2 separate regions of the Sus scrofa genome follow, and region 2 is linked to region 1. A link is a contact called in public Hi-C data. All regions are on one chromosome and are shown on one strand. The core of a region is the stretch at or near the end of the contact, and the rest is flanking DNA. Distances in the headings are between cores, read along the strand shown. Region 1 has its middle 50 kb from the start of ACTR2. Region 2 overlaps CEP68 (centrosomal protein of 68 kDa).

Region 1 (3,031 bases), core at 113-2,612:
AATGAACAAACTCCAGCTCCATGCAACAATGTAGATAAAGCTCACAAACTTAAAGCTGAGAACCCAGATATCAAACAAAACATGATTCCATTAATATAAAGTTCAAAAATAGGCAATACTAAGCTAGGGTGTCAGAGGAAGGATATGATTAACTTAGGGGGCTTTGTGACTGGTAGCAGAGACAGGAGGGCTCTTGGGGTTGTGATACTGTTCTGTTTTATAATCTATGAACATTACAGAAGAGTGTGAAGTTTGTGGAAATTCATGCTGTGCATTAATGATCCCTGCTGTGTAATTTTCTGTATGTGGCACGTCAATAAAAATTTACTTTGAAAATGCCCTTAGTAGTTCCTCTTGGGGCGTAGCGGAAGCAAATCCAACTAGTATCCATGAGGATGCGGGTTCAATCCCTGCCTCAGTGGCTTAAGGAGCCTGCATTGTCGTGAGCTGCGGTGTAGGTCACAGACACGTCTCAGATCTGGCATTGCTGTGGCTGTGGTATAGGCTGTAGGCTGGCAGTTGTAGCTCTGATTCAACCCCTAGCCTGAAAACTTCCATATGTTGTGGGTGCAGCCCTAAAGCCCTCAAACCTGAGATCCAATCTGATTTAACCTTACCTACATGCTATCTTGTCTCTTTGGGTCACTTTTTTCTTTTTTCCTTTCACGGTTATCAGAAACATCATAGTGTTATCAAAAAGGGAAGTTCTCTGTTGCTCCTCACAGCATTGTGAACATAATATATACATGTGTTCTAGAACAGTCTAGTAACACAGCATTAAGCTACGTCACCAACGTGCAAGAGCTGACCAGTTTGGAAAAGCGGAAAAAAAAACTGCAGTGTTGCAACGGCATATGGTATCTACCCCAGTTAGATAAATCATTAACCCAGGTGCTCTGTGGTGAGGGGTAGTTGACTAACCTTGTAAACCAAATCAGGGAGCAAAAGTAAAGAGACTGCAGCCGCCTTAATTTGGTGGGGAGTTCCATGTACCTTCTCAATCCAGTCCAGCTGTTGGTTATCTTACTAAATAAGCTTCCCTCTGATCCGTTAGGGAAAAACAAACAAACAAAAGACCAAACAAAAAAAAACGACCTTCAAGAAAGGTTTTCAAAAGGCTGTTAAGAAAAGCCCAACCAAAATGGCCGTTTACCCCCCTCGACTAACTCATGGGAAACTTTCCAGCAGAGTTGAATTAGTTGTCGATTTCTCTACTAAAAAATGATGAAAAATATTCTTTAAAAATTTAAATGTTTTTACCTTTTTGCAATACGAACTTCCCTTCCCTCGACGACTGCCTTAGCCGCAGCTGCAATAAATATGGATCACGCAGGGAGGTGGGTTCACTCCGCCAGAAGGGGGCGCGCAGGAACGTTACTGAGGATTTCAATTACAATAGGTAGCGTCTGTTTATAGCCCATTGTGGCCGCCAGGTTAAACTACTTGGAATGAGCTACGGTGAATTGCTTCAAAAACTTTGAGCAGTTCTCCACTGTTAACCAAGTAAGTGCAAACTCTGTATTCTACAAAGTTAGTTCAAGATGACTGCTTCAGCGAAAGGTGTTGGCGCATTTTGTTTCTTGTTGGGAAAGTGTGAAATCAGATACAGTGTGTTTTAGGGTAGTGGGAGCAATGACATTTTCTTTAGCTGCCTCACTTCCTCCATTCCCCCTTTGGTGTTAAAAAAAAAATCCATTGCTTTTGAGGGAGAACAAAGCAAGGAGCCAGCCTGGTGAAGAAATGCCCAACACCAAACAGCTTTCTCTGATATTTAAATTTAAACAGTTATTTTCAGCTATTCTTAATACTCATTCCTGGACCTTGTCATTACCTAGAAAGAAACTACAATAGTTTTAGGACTATCACGTTTTTCAAGTACCACTGGAAAAAAGTCACAGATTAAAAAATCCTCATCCAGGAGTTCCCCTCGTGGCTGGGCGGTTAACGAACCCGATGAGGATCTATGGGGATGCGGGTTTGATCCCTGGCCTTGATCAGCGGGTCAAGGATCCGGTGTTGCTATGAGCTATGGTGTAGGTCGCAGACACGGCTGGAATCTGGCTCTGCTAAAGCTGTAGCATAGGCCAGCACCTGTAGCTCTGATGAGACCCCTAGCCTGGGAAACTCCACATGCCAGATGTGGCCCTAAAAAGAAAAAAAATTAAATAAAATAAAAAAATTAAAAATCCTCATCAGGAGTTCTCTGGTGGCTCAGAGGGTTGAGGATCCTGTGTTATCAGTGCTGTTGCTCTGGTTACTGCTGTGGCTCTGGTTACAGCTGTGATGTGGGTTCAGTCCATGACCTGGGAACTTCCTTGTGTCACAGGTGTGCCCCCCAAATCCTCATCTGATTTCATTTTATCAAATGGTTAGTGTTTCTCAGCTTTCTGCTCACAAAATATCAAATGCTAGGTAGCTTGCAAAAGTAGCTCCAATTTAGTTTTTCAAGAGAGTTTTTCAAACCTCTCTCCCAAACCAGTCCAGGGTATCCATATGTATCCCATGTGATGTTGCAATGGGGTACTTTGCAAACAAATCTAAATATGTAAAATAATAAAACATTAGAAGAATGTATAAGAGAATATCTGTATAACCTTGGGAATGGGAAGATCTTAAGCAAGACAGGAAACTCAGAGAAGTTAAAGAAAAAACATAGGTATGTTTGACTACATAAAAATTAATATTTTTGCAACATTAAAGACATCATAAAAATGGAAAGAAAAGGTGAGGGGAAATGTTTGCCACAAAATTGACGGAAAATGGTAAATATCTTAATAAACTAAGCCTCCTATCGATTAATAAACAAAAGACAACACAATAGAAAAATAAGCCAGTGTTATGAAAAGGCAATTCGTAGAAGAGGAACCAGGAAAAGATGTTTGTCTCACTGGCAGTCAGGAAAATGCAATGAATACATGCATGTAAATATATGCCTGAAAAGTACAAAAGTGCTCAATCTATGAGTGGTTGCTTCAGGGCCCAGGAACCTACAGGAGGGTTACAGACATGGGATTTGAAGTCCAAAGGGATT
Region 2 (2,929 bases), core at 63-2,562, 97 kb after region 1:
GAATCCACCACCTGCTGGAGCAGGAGCTCTGTACCTTATCCAGCACTGGGGTCCGAGGACAGTTTTTCTTCTCTTGGGTTGCTCTACCTACCAGGCTAATCCCCTTCACACTGGCGCTCCTGTGTGCCATGGGCGTGCCGTCAGGGACGAGGGTGCAGCCAGCCAGCCTGTCCAGGGAGGCTAAGATGGTGTCGTACAGGTGATCCGCGTGGCTCTCCAGCTCGCTGGGCTGCCTGGAGATCCTCCCGAGGATGTCCTTTAACACTAACACACGAGGGTTACAGAAGTCAGGCCCAAGAAACAACAGTAAGTATGCTTTTAAAAGAGCATACGAGGATGTAGTACTTTATACAACACAGGAACATGGCAATAGTTTCAAAATGTCTGCTTTTTTTTTTTCTTTTTTTCCTCAACAGTGACTCCCTAGGCACTAATGCACTAGAGGATCTACGGTAAATTGTGATTAAAGCTGAGAAAATTGCCATGAGCTGTGGTGTAGGTTGCAGACGCGGCTCGGATCCTGCGTTGCTGTGGCTCTGGCGTAGGCTGGCAGCTACAGCTCCGATTAGACCCCTAGCCTGGGAACCTCCATATGCCGTGGGAGTGGCCCAAGAAATGGCAAAAAGACAAAAAAGACCAAAAAAAAAAAAAGCTGAGAAAAGAGGTTCACTGGCTCCACTTGGAAGGACATACTTCACAAAAAGGCACAGAGACATGGTTATCTGGTGCCTGGTATGATCCGACTTTTAGAGATAAGGCCCAGGGTGCACACCCAAATCCTGTGGGGCAGGAGTCTGAAGTGAAACAAAGCAACATGTCAAAATTAGGACCTGGTTCTAATCAGGTCCTATCAGCTTCTGTAGGCTGTGGGACTGTCTTTTCACAAGTGTATGAGTGGTCTGGTAATATAATATGGGAAGGCCCATCAACCGTTTTTTGCAAATCCTAAATGAACGGACTTCAAAAGAAAATGACCTGGAAGCAGGCTAGGACAAAACGGTTAGTGAGGCCAAGATTCCGTCCCCCACAGGCCAAGTGTTCATCTGAGGAAGGGATGGGCTACGTTCAGGGTGCATCACACACAGGAGGCTTGTTTTTTTTCCCTCAAAAACTTTTATTTCCTTTGTGAAACATAAAGGCTGCTTTTGCTTCCTGCACCTTTATCAGCTGTGTTCACACTCTCCCTAGTTTCCTGCCACAGCTGCAACATCTGCTAGTGGCGGAAGGGAAAGGGGAAGCTGCATATCTGCAGAGGGTGCTGACGGATGGGCGGAAGAAAGAATGGGCTGGCCGTGTTGAGATCAGCCTCTGGGGAAGCCACACAGTGCAGTGACCTTAGGGCAAAGTACCATCCTGAGAGCTTAGAGGCAGCAGGGCAGGCTGAGGAATGCCACCATAGTGCAGCTCACCCCTCACTTTGTACGTGAGGCAAATGGCTGGGTTCTCCCCTGCGCCTTCGCCAGACCTTTGCTCAGTCCTCCGGGTGCAGTCAGTGGAGTTCAGAGGACCCTTTTATTTTTTTTTCTTCTGTTTTTTAGGGCCACACCCACGGCATGTGGAGGTTCCTAGGGGTCAAGTTGGAGCTGTAGCCGCCAGCCGACACCACAACCACAGCCACACGGGATCCGGGCCACGCCTGCGACCTACACAGCTCACCACAACGCTGGATTCTTACCGCCCTGAGCAAGGCCAGGGATGGAATCTCATGGATGCTAGTCGGATCTGTTTTCTCTGCACCACAACAGGAACTCCCAGGGGAGCTTTATTTTTTTAACTTAGAAACTTAGAACGTTAGAACATTTGACTGGGGTCAAATAAAAGCTGGGAATGGTGGTGAAATTTTTCCGAGTGAGACTTTAATATATTCTAATTGAATACATGCATACAGGGGCCTGGTTCAGCTTAATGTCAGTAGGTTCTAGTCATTTGAGCCAGTATAATGAAGGGTCAATGTGCGACAGGACTGTCAACTCATGCATGGAAGAACCTGGGTCAAAATGTAGTGAAAACACCTGCCCGGTAGCCATGGGGAAGCCTTTGCCTGGAGACTGAGATGGGCACATTTTGAAGCAATTAATTTGACTTCCTGTCCCTAAGGTTCTACCTGTGGCTGAGGAAGAAAGCGGGCTGTGAAGAAGCAGGGGGGTGGGGGCGCGGGTAGTGTTTGTGCTCAGGCTCCGCTGACTGGCTCCAATGACTGACAAAGCGGGTCGTGTGCTCTGGAGAGGACAGCTGTGCACCTAGCTGGACAGGCCCTGTGATTTCCACAAAACAGCCAAGTTCCTGGTTTTTCCAAGCAGAGGATCAGGAGGGGCAGGGTGGCAATCTTAATGAGGCTGGAGACCACAGAATACCCAAATACCTCTTCTTGGGGCAGTAAAATACTCTAGACACCTTTGGAGAGAAGGGCAAAGTGGGATGTTATTACAGATAAAGTACTGAGAGGTTATTACTTTTTTTTTTTTTTTTTTTTAAGGGCCACACCTGAGGCATATGGAGGTTCCCAGGCCAGGGGTTGAATTGGAGCTGCAGCTGCCAGCCTACACCACAGCCACGGCAATGCCAGATCTGAGCCATGTCTTTGACCTACCCCACAGCTCACAGCATTGCCAGATCCTTAACCCACTGAGTGAAGCCAGGGATTGAACTTGCATCCTCATGGACACTATGTCAGTTTCTTAACTCGCTAAGTCACAATGGGAACTCCTTGAATTAATTTTTAAATGAAGGTGCAAGAACCTGTAGCTTGTAAGAGGCCCACTGTTACATGTGGCCTCCAGAAAAGTTTCCTGGTATTGAGCTCTTCCAGCTCAGGCTCCTGCACCTCCAGACACAGCAGCACAGGACCAGTGCACAGGGGCTGGAGCCAGGCTGCCACTCCCTGTGTAGCCTAAGGCAAATTCACAGCTCTGTGAGCTAAGAGTAATAA

Evidence for each region. Hi-C and Micro-C count contacts between places; a contact is called where the count stands out from the background.
Region 2: a Hi-C map of liver shows a contact between it and region 1, with 2.3 times the contacts expected there. A contact is called at or near these places in 1 of 5 promoter capture datasets (liver), 30 of 47 Hi-C or Micro-C datasets (adipose tissue, alveolar macrophages, blood and 16 more) and 2 of 2 datasets of targeted methods (alveolar macrophages and skeletal muscle).

What each region holds. Positions count from the first base shown.
Region 1 is chr3:76,777,164-76,780,194 of Sscrofa11.1, forward strand. No RefSeq gene overlaps it. Among named protein-coding and RNA genes, the nearest start is that of ACTR2, 50 kb to the left of the region's middle.
Region 2 is chr3:76,873,924-76,876,852 of Sscrofa11.1, forward strand. CEP68 (centrosomal protein of 68 kDa) reads right to left here. Exons shown (of 7, transcript XM_021087449.1): 6 at 92-264. Among named protein-coding and RNA genes, the nearest start is that of RAB1A, 38 kb to the left of the region's middle.